Regions from separate parts of the Mus musculus genome. Here all the other regions are linked to region 2. A link is a contact called in public promoter capture Hi-C data. All regions are on one chromosome and are shown on one strand. The core of a region is the stretch at or near the end of the contact, and the rest is flanking DNA. Distances in the headings are between cores, read along the strand shown. Region 1 holds the start of Mrpl17 (mitochondrial ribosomal protein L17). Region 2 holds the start of Apbb1 (amyloid beta (A4) precursor protein-binding, family B, member 1). Region 3 holds the start of Cckbr (cholecystokinin B receptor).

Evidence for each region. Promoter capture Hi-C pulls out the DNA fragments that hold promoters and counts their contacts. Capture Hi-C pulls out chosen DNA fragments and counts their contacts.
Region 1: a promoter capture Hi-C map of neural stem cells shows a contact between it and region 2. The contact joins the promoter of Mrpl17 here to the promoter of Apbb1 in region 2. A contact is called at or near these places in 17 of 39 promoter capture datasets (the 3T3-L1 cell line, 3T3-L1-derived adipocytes, the C10 cell line and 11 more), 1 of 15 datasets of contacts at CTCF or cohesin (embryonic stem cells), 5 of 484 Hi-C or Micro-C datasets (CD8 T cells, cerebellum, embryonic stem cells and 1 more), 9 of 115 datasets of contacts at active chromatin or transcription factors (craniofacial prominence, embryonic forebrain, embryonic stem cells and 3 more) and 3 of 9 other capture datasets (adipose tissue, liver and macrophages).
Region 3: a promoter capture Hi-C map of adipose tissue shows a contact between it and region 2. The contact joins the promoter of Cckbr here to the promoter of Apbb1 in region 2. A contact is called at or near these places in 3 of 39 promoter capture datasets (embryonic stem cells, liver and pre-B cells), 5 of 484 Hi-C or Micro-C datasets (cerebral cortex, embryonic stem cells, nephron progenitors and 1 more), 2 of 115 datasets of contacts at active chromatin or transcription factors (both in embryonic stem cells) and 1 of 9 other capture datasets (adipose tissue).

The regions. Positions count from the first base shown.
Region 1 is chr7:105,809,240-105,812,590 of GRCm38.p6, forward strand. It overlaps Mrpl17 (mitochondrial ribosomal protein L17), which reads right to left and starts at 1,848. Exons shown (of 3, transcript NM_025301.2): 1 at 1,569-1,848; 2 at 1,211-1,279; 3 at 1-905. The coding sequence starts at 1,742. The coding sequence ends at 618.
Region 2 is chr7:105,580,042-105,583,090 of GRCm38.p6, forward strand. Apbb1 (amyloid beta (A4) precursor protein-binding, family B, member 1) reads right to left here and starts at 1,450. Exons shown (of 15, transcript NM_001253885.1): 1 at 1,094-1,450.
Region 3 is chr7:105,424,217-105,427,190 of GRCm38.p6, forward strand. It overlaps Cckbr (cholecystokinin B receptor), which reads left to right and starts at 1,515. Exons shown (of 5, transcript NM_007627.5): 1 at 1,515-1,959. The coding sequence starts at 1,809.

The DNA.
Region 1 (3,351 bases), core at 598-3,097, 230 kb after region 2:
CATAGGAAGATGGTTTGGAATCAAGAGGTACAGGGCCCATCTAAATTAGTGTTGAGATAAGCAAACTGAGCCAGGAGGTAGTGCCCCATACCTTTAATCCTAGTACTGAGGAGGCAGAGGCAGGTGGATCGCTTAGTTCAAGGCCAACCTGGTCTACAAACAGAGTTCTAAGACAGTCAAAGAAACTGTCTCAGAAAAAACAAAACCAAAGCAAACTGGCACTGTGTGGTGGTGAACACTTGGGAACACAGGGACAGGAGGACTGCTGCATGGTGGATATAGTCTGGATTACACAGCAAGATCCCCTCCCCTCCAACAAACAAGCAAAACTAGACCTAGAATTTAGAACCTAAGTTGTGAATTTACTGTCTTAGGAGGCTGAGCATCTGGATGCCTCTTACTTTCCATAAATCCTAGGGAAGGACAAGAAAGTCAATATCTTATATTCATATTAAGACTTTTATCTTCTGTGCAAAGAGGATCGTGTGAGTCAGCAGGGAGGTCTGGGTCTCATTATGAGGGGGCTTTACAATGCTACTTCCAGGCCTCACACACTACACGAGCTCCAAGACCCACGAACACGGGCACCACACCTATGCACCACTCTCCAGCTCCAGTTAAGTCTTTGGTGTTTGAACTGTACAGGAGCTGTGGAGGCTTGCGTCCTGGTTATGGTGCAGGTCCTGCTGCAGTCCCAGGAGCAGCTGGTTTAGGAGAGTAAGGTTGCTGTCTCTGTGAGGCAGAGGCAGGGGAGGGAGGTAGTTCCCTTTATATTCTATCACCGCCATCTTGGCCCGATCTTGCTCCTTCCGATTCGGGATCTGTAGCATTCTTGTGTAGTTCCCATTCTGACCTTGGAACCGAGGCGCTAGCACTTTAAACAGCTTTGGGATCAAGTCCTTCTCCTAGATGGGGAGAGTTAATCAGAAAAAATAGTCACAACTGTAGAGGCATTTAACTATAGATTATTCCCAGAGGTAGGGTTCAAAACCATCTTCACAGGCTTTCCCACCACCCATTCAGGTACCAAGTTACACAGAAACACTTACAGGAAGTTATGCGGATGCTCATTTTACCCAAGTCAAATAAGAGAAATACGTGTCTAAGGTAGTTCGCAAGTCTGGTACATAAAAGAATGCCCTGCCTTCAATCTGCCAGGTACCCGGTTCTCTAAGGATTCCTTCCTCACTAGCAGGTAGGGAGCACTCACTGTGAGCCAGAAGTCAGCCATACGCATGGCTCGTTCGTTGGTGTCGCCCAGCTTTCCATAATCGATGAGCTGTGAGGACAAAACACATGGATGCAAGACGAGTCAAGAACCGAGGCGCCCACCTTACTCTTCTGTCTTACCTTCATCCAACCATCCCACCAGCTAAGCTAATTCTGGGCGCTCCTTCCTTCGGAGCCCCAACCAGCCTTCCATTTGCTGCGCAGGAGTGACGCGTTCAGCTGAGTGCCACACGGGAATTCGCTACCGTGGAAAGTTCTCCCAGCGTGGCCCTACTCCCCACACACGGCCAGAGCGGCGGTCTGAGGCTGGACCCGGCGGTGAATAGCTTGGCTCTCACCTTCTCCGCGTAGCCCCTCATCTCGTCCGCGCGTGCCCATGTCGCCTCGATGCGTTCGTGGCGAACTAGGCCCGTGAGCAAGTTCCGCAGCAGATGGATGCGGGACTCCGGACCCAGGCCCAGGCGGCGGTAGACGCGGCCGTGGGAGATAGCGGCAGCCAGCGACAACCTCATGCTCTCACCTCAGCCCCTCCTCTCGGGGGCCCGGAAAGGGAAACTCCGAGCTGTGTGTGCGCGCGCGGGGAGAGGGGGAGCAGAGGGGCGGAGGCACGTCTCAGAGGACGCATGCGCAGTAACTCGGCGCGTGGCTACCGCGTTTGCGCGTGCGCATCAGAGCCTGCCTAGCTGGCAGTCTGAGGGAGGGCGGCCCGACGTGTTGACGTTTCTGGAGCGACGAGCTGGGCGGGCCTCAAGGTCTGCGGTGCTCTGTGGCGAACTGGGATCTCGGCGCCCCCTGCCGGGTTTCTCTTGCACTGCGTCGGCTGGCTGGGGCGTTCTTGGAGGAGGCGCCTTCCGGGCGGAGCATGCCGGGAAAGTGAGTACCTGAGGAGAACTGCGTCAGAGGGGTGGGCCTGTGGTGGAATGTGGCGCTCTTGCCTGAGGAGTTGCAGTCCTGGCTGGTTTTGTGACGATGCCAGTTTAAACCCAGTCTTTATTAGTGATAGTGAGATAAATTATGTCCAGGAAAGCTGCAGGTATTATGTTCTTTTATTGACATAAATAAAAACCTAAGTTAGCACTAAAAGCTAAAGTAATGGACAAATACCTGACATTTAAAAAAAAAAAATTATTCTTTTCTCATACAATATACCCAGACTGCAGCCTCCTCTCCCATCACTCCTCCCAGCCCCCACTCTCCTTTCTCCCCTTTCTCCCCCTAGAAAAGAGCAGACCTCCTAGGGACATCAACCAAAGCACAATAAAACCAGGCACAAGGGGGTGGGGCAAAAAACAAACAAACAACAACAACAACCAACAAAAAAACAAAAACCAGGCACAAACCCTAACATCAAGTGTGGACAAGGAAACTCACTAGGAGGAAAAGAGTCCCAAGAGCAGGCAAAAAAGTCAGAGACATCCCATCTCCCACTATTAGGAGTCCTCCCAAAAAACCAAGCCAACAAACTATAACACATTTGCAGACAACCTAGGGCAGAACCTTGAGGGCTCCATGATTGCCCCTTCTTTGAGCTTCCATAAGCCCTGCTCAGTTGATTCTACAGGCTGTCCTCACCTGTGTTCGACCCCTCTGGCTCCCACAATTATTCTTCCTTGTCTTCTGCTGGGTTTCCCGAGCTCCAAGGGGCGGGACCTTATGTAGGCCTCCAACCCAGGTTCTTTCTCCTCTTAATGTTTGTCAGTGGGCCTCTACATCTCCCATCAGCTGCAAGAGGCAGCCTCTCTGATGACGACTGAGTTAGGCACCAATCTATGAATCTAGCAGAATATCACTAGGAACCATCTCATTGAATTTTTTTTATTTATTTTCGGCACTACAGTTTGGTTCTTCCCTAGGTCTCTGGGTGGATGAATACTTTTTCTTAAAAAAAAAGTTCTGTGTGTTTGTGTGTGTGTGTGTTCCCTTCCATTGCTCAGCATCCTTATGGCTCTTTGAAAACAGTTTTCTGGGAGGAATTGGGTGAAAATATAGTCTAGCTCTAGTATTTAACAAAATGATGATCATATTAGGGCTTATTTAAAATGAATTCATCACAGTTGGAGTTACTAGGACAGAACAAATAACACATTTCAAATGGAAAAGGAGTAATTTTTAAAATAGTTT
Region 2 (3,049 bases), core at 200-2,699:
AGGAACAACAGACATGTAAGTGAGGTATGAGGGGAACAAGAGATGTTAATTAATTCACCTTGAAATCTGTAGGTTTGGAATTCCTGTTGAACTGTTCAAAAGGATGTCAGAGGACAGTTGAGTATATATGAGTTTGCATTTCAGCAGTGGTCTGGGCCAGACAAATAAATTTGGGACTCAGCAGCTTATATATGAAATTTAAAGAGTTAGACATGCAAGAAATGGTCAAGGGAAAAGGTCAGAGTGAAAGAACGCAGCTCAGGCCAGAATAGCATCACATATGCAGAGACGAGACAAGAGAACACTTCAAAGCAATAGACAGTGCCTAGGAGGAAAACCAGGAAAAAAAATGCTTCAAGGAGACTGACACATACTCAGTGGTAATGGGCTCACAGCCGCCAAGTGTCCATTGGAGTTACAAGGAGGGCTCCAGTGACCTTGCTCAGAAGCTTCGGTGGATGTCAGAGACAGAATGGAGTGGATTTTTAAAATGAATGGGAAATTAGGGGCTCAGAATGCAACCTACAAACAGGACTCGGAAGAGGCTGGAAATAACATCTGAATTGGAGAGGGAAAACTGCTCCTAAGGAGCACTCTAGTCGCTGCTAGGCCTCTCTGTCAGGCTGAGATGGGAACCCCGCCGGTCCCAGGGCACACCCCTCGGTCGCTGAGGACAACAGAATGCAGCTTGACAGATCCCAAGCCTGGGGCTCTAGTCTGGAATCGCACGGCCTGGCTCCTACCCGGATCCAAGTCCCCTTCCCAGCATTAGACGTCCCCTCCCCCACTCTTCTATCGCCCCTCGCTCTCCCCCCCCCCCCCCCGCTCACCCCCTCCTCCCCGCCCCCGCCGGGCATCCTAGAGGATCAAGAAGCAAAGCTTTGGGGAGCGGTCGGTGTTAGGACCAAAGTGATCCTGCGGAGGGTGATTTTGCAGGCCCGCGGTAGGAAGGCGGCGAAGGGAGTTGGGTGGGGGGTAATCAGGCCTGGCTTGGAGACCTGGACTTCTGAGAAGAAGAGGCTGCAAGGGTTAAGGGCTGCTGAGGCTGGGGATCCTGCTCCCGGGGCTGGGCTGGAGACGGAGCAGCACCTACCTGCGCGGCGAGGCCCCAGGCCCAGGTGGCGAAGGTAGCTCAAGCTGCAAGGCTCCCGCAACACCGCAGCTTCTCCATCACAACATCCCCCGCCCAGGAGCGCGCAGGCCGCGAGGCCGCGCCCCGAGCGGCGGAGCCGCGCACGGGAGGGGGAGGGGCGCCATCTTGGCCGGGGCGGGGCGCGCGAGCGAGTGCGAGCCGCACTGGCTGCAGCTGCCCCAGCCGCACCCTGCAGACCCTTGACCCTCGCAAGCCCTGCGTCCCAGGCCTCCTGTCTATCCCCGCACGGCTGCACCCAACTCCCAGGACCCTGCCCAGCTCTCCCCTTCCATGCCACCGTGGACTCACCTCCGCGTCGGTCCTGCACCGACGCCGGGAGACGCGCCTAGAGCACGGAGTCTGATCCGCTAGGGAGGGGGGAAGGAGGAGGGTGGAGAGAGACACGGGTGCTGGGACCGTGGCTGCGCCTCAAGAGGCTGGCAGCCGGCTGCTCTCTGGCTCTTGTGGTAGCACTCCCTGACGTCCTGTGGATAATAATAGCGCGTATTTATTGACCGCTTACTCTGTACCAGGCTCTATGTTCAACCATTTGCTTGCATTCATCCTCAAACCAGCGCTGTGCAATTCCCACAATTGTTGTTCTCGGGATTTGAGAGGCAGGTGCTGACATTCTGAAGGGTAACACGACTTGCCCTCAGTAACAGAGTAAGTGGTTAAACTAAACCAGAACTGAGATATTTCTTACACTCTACCCGTGCCTCTGAATATAAAGCTATGACACAGCGTCCCCCACCCCGCCTCCCCCCCCCCCACTGCACTCCAGGGTAGAAATTAACTCTAGGAAAGGACCAAATGGAGAACTGAGTGGAAATTAAACAGAAATGCTGTACTTGGCTATTTTCCTGTTCACTGCAGGCCCTGGATAGACAATGAGGCAAATCTTAATGGTCAGATCCCTGACATCAAGGGCAAAGAGGGGCAGAAACCCCAAAAGCATTGTCCCCTGAGCTGTGGGCTCGGTGGGCTCTGAACATACTGAAAAACTGATTGGAGATGCATCTAAGTCTAACAGTGCCCAAATCTAAATTTGTTATTTCATCTTATGTTCATCTTCTAAAGAATTTCCCTGACGTGGAAAAGTACACACACACACACACACACACACACACATACTCTTAATGCAGGGTCACTTTATCAATCTCTGGCTTGTTCAAAGCAAGTACTCCAAAGTACTTTGAATATACTTTCATTTATCCCTGGGTAAATATGAATGTTTTAAATTTTTGTTATAGACATTTGCACTTATGTGCAAAAGTGGAGCAGTGTAACAAAACTCCCTATGTCCATCACTCATCTTGTACAGTTACTGACTTGTGGCTAAGAATCCATTGTAATCTGACAAGCACCTAGGAAATACAAACCATGTTGGATCCCAAGCCGGACATAAAGATCCCCAAAAGAATCTGGTTCAGCTGCATCCCACCTGGAAGACACGCACCTGACCTGGATCCTTGAGAAATGAGCACGTGTTACCTAGAAGGACATTCATTCATTCACTCACTCACTCTCAGCAAATAGGTGTATGGTATGACACACTGTCCTTGGTGCTAACACCCAGAAAGCAAAAGAGAGTTCCTGCTTTCATTCAGCTTACAGATTAAAAGAGGGAAGAGACACCACATAGGTAATTAAAATTATGGTGTCTTAAGGAAAAGACACGGGACACTGTGTGTGTCAGGTTATTCTGGCCCAGGAGATTTGGAAGGCTCCCACAGGAAGTAAAGTTTAAGTGTGAGGACAGGATGACATAGAGGTCACACAGAAGAGTAGAAAATTACTCAAAGTAGCAGGAGTACAGGAGGAGTGTGAAGATTGCTGTAGTTTAAAGATGGCCACCCAAACTCACGGTGAGTCGAGAGGGCCATAACCAAGGCCAGCCTGAACCCCAGAAGTCTG
Region 3 (2,974 bases), core at 265-2,764, 160 kb before region 2:
CTCTGCAAAAGAAGCAAGAGTTCTTAGTAGCTGAAGCATCTATACAGCCCTGATTTCCTAATTGTTCAATGTGCACATCCTAATGATTTTTTGTAGGACTGTGTATTGCAAACTCTGGCTTATTTGGTAAAATCCCCTCTAAGTGGGAGTTCTTCATGGACAGACTCATTGCATGAAAGGGTGGCACAAAAGTCCCATAATTAATACCTGGATACATAGTTTTCTGGATAAGTGAGTGTAAGCTACATCCATGTCCCTCTCTCTCCCCCCTACATTCCCTTTGTCCCCGTGTTTCTCAGTGCTACCGTCATCCAATGTGGGAAAAGCTCATCGGATTATCAGAGATGCCACCTGTGCTGGAGCTGAGCAAACACCAGGTTCCTCTGATCCCGGGCTCTCAGACAAGCAGAGGTGACAGTGGAGGGAGGGGGTGATGACATCCCAGGCTTAGCCCCTCCTCCAGCTCTGCAGTCCTTATGAACTCAATGCTGACTGATCAGGTCCTTTCCAAAACAGTCAGGATACTGAATCCGAATTCCCCATGTATCTAGACTACCCCACCCCCACTCTAATTCTCTCTTCCTCTGTCTCCACCCCCCCCCCCCAACCTCTGACAGCCACTTTGGGATCCCAAAAGATATTTCACATCACACTAGAATTTCTTTGGAATGGATGACACTGGTCGAAACAAGGCCACAAAGTAGAGGAGGCCAGTCCTGCCTCAGGAAGCGGAATCCACTTCATTGGCGCCTTCAGTTTTGTCCAACCCCTACCCCGCCCCCGCCACACTCCAGTGACCCAGTCCTTTTCTGATCCCCTCTCATGGGAACCCAGCACCCTACTCCCTTGCTGTATCCGTGCTGAGGGCAAATGGAGCATCATCGTTTCAGGTGGGGGTGGACGCTGCCTAGAGACTAGGTAGATGACCAAGCTGCCTGCTCCCTATCTTTCACCCTAGTCAGGGCCAGAACTAGAACCCTTACCACACCTCAACTCAGTTCATTTAGTGCATTTCTCACCTCAATTCCCCGCCGCCCCCAGTGCCCTAGTCCACTCTAGCCCTTTTCCTTGTACAGTCTCCATTGTGAGCAACTGCGGCCCTCCAGGACCCTCCGAGTCTTTGAAGAAAAGGCCTGGGTTTGGGGTTTCAGATAGGAGGTGGGATGTACAAAGGCAGAAGCTAGCCTTCACGAAAGAGCTAAGGTAGCTGATACTGTGGTTATCACTGCGGCCACTGCGGCAGAACTCGGTAACTGCGGCTCCAGACAAACTAAGGCACCTGCTCTGTAGCGGGGACCCTGGGACTCAAACCGGATCACCACCGCCATCACCACGTCTTCTAAACCACCAAAGAAAGATGCTGGACCGCACAGCAGCTACCCCATCACACCATCCCCTCCAGCAGGCGCACGTGTAAACACACACACACACACACACACGAATTTCCAGAACTGGGGACATTGGTATGAGAGGTGGGCAGAAAAGACATTTCTAAGAGAAGGAGAACCTAGCGCGGGGGCGAGCCTGCCTGGAGTGCAGTCACCCAGGAGCGCGCGCACGGAACTCTGGAGCCAAGGAGGCGCGCCAAGAGTCACCTGGTGGGACAAAAGCCGCCCAGAGCTTGGGACCGGCTGGGTCTAAGGGAAGGCTGGTGGCAGAGTGGAGGAGTAGGGGCCAGGGCAGGGGGCGGAAACTAGGAGGGGCTGGCGATGTGGTGGGCGGGAGCCTGAGCGAGCAGCGCCGCGGGAGCAGGTGGAACCGGTGCTGGAGCTAGCTTAGTTGGAGCTGAGTGGGACTTCACAGGAGCCATGGATCTGCTCAAGCTGAACCGCAGCTTGCAGGGACCAGGACCCGGGTCAGGGTCTTCTTTGTGCCGCCCGGGTGTCTCCCTCCTCAACAGCAGTAGCGCCGGCAACCTCAGCTGCGAGACCCCTCGTATCCGCGGAACCGGGACCAGAGGTGGGTGCCTCCCTAAGCCCTTCTCACTGCACCACACAGCACTATTCGAGAACCCCTTTGACCTCTACACTGTCAGCTGCCCATAGCTTACCCTGATAGGACTTCCTCAGCTCCCACCTAGGTCCCTCCCCTCCACACACTGGCTCCCAAGCTCTCCTGACTCCAACACCTTCACACCATGCTTCAGAGCCCTGGCCTCATACTTGCCCTGCCATTAGCTACCTAGATCATTCTCAAGTTAAGCATCACACAGCTGGGAAGCAAGGACCTCTTCTTGTCAGAGGGTCTAGCTTTCTTTTCCAGTTTACAGAGCCAGTACTGAGGGAGAGGCAGGAACCAGGGAAAGAAAGGCAAAAGAAGGAGGCTGGGCCGGTGAGGGTAGAAGCTCTCTGGACTGCATGAATAAGAGTTGTAATCATCCCCCTCTACCCCAACCTTCCGAATGAAATATTCTCAGATCTGAATTTAGCAGGCACTGGGGGAAGTTACCTTTCTTGTTTCATTTGTCCCCAAACTCCTCTGCTCCCAGGGTCCTTCATCCACCTATGTGCTTTCTCTGTCTCTCTGAAGGTCCCCAAGTCCCTTCCAAAGCTCCCCAAATATCCCTTTTCTCACTTGCCTAGAACTAACTTCCCCTGGCAACAGTCACCCCATTCCTTTGTGTCACCTTCCCTTCGTACTGCTTTCCCTCATCCCAGCTTCAAAATGACTCATTCCTTCCATCAGTAGCATCTTCATTGCTTCAATGAACATCTTTAAATGTATGCCCCCCCCATCCCTATATTTGCTTGCAATGTTTAATGAACGTTTGTTAGGCTTAGCACTGGGGACACGGAATGAACTAGACACAGACTGCAGTCTCAGCAGTCTGCAGCCAAGTACACAGGGACAGAGACCACGGGTAACAATCACTGCCTGGAAATCCCACAAGAGGGTCTGATTGGGATGTGGACATCCAAAGTAATTGGGGGTCTGGTAACTTCACTGGGGGTGGGAGGTGGAACCTAGGAGCTTG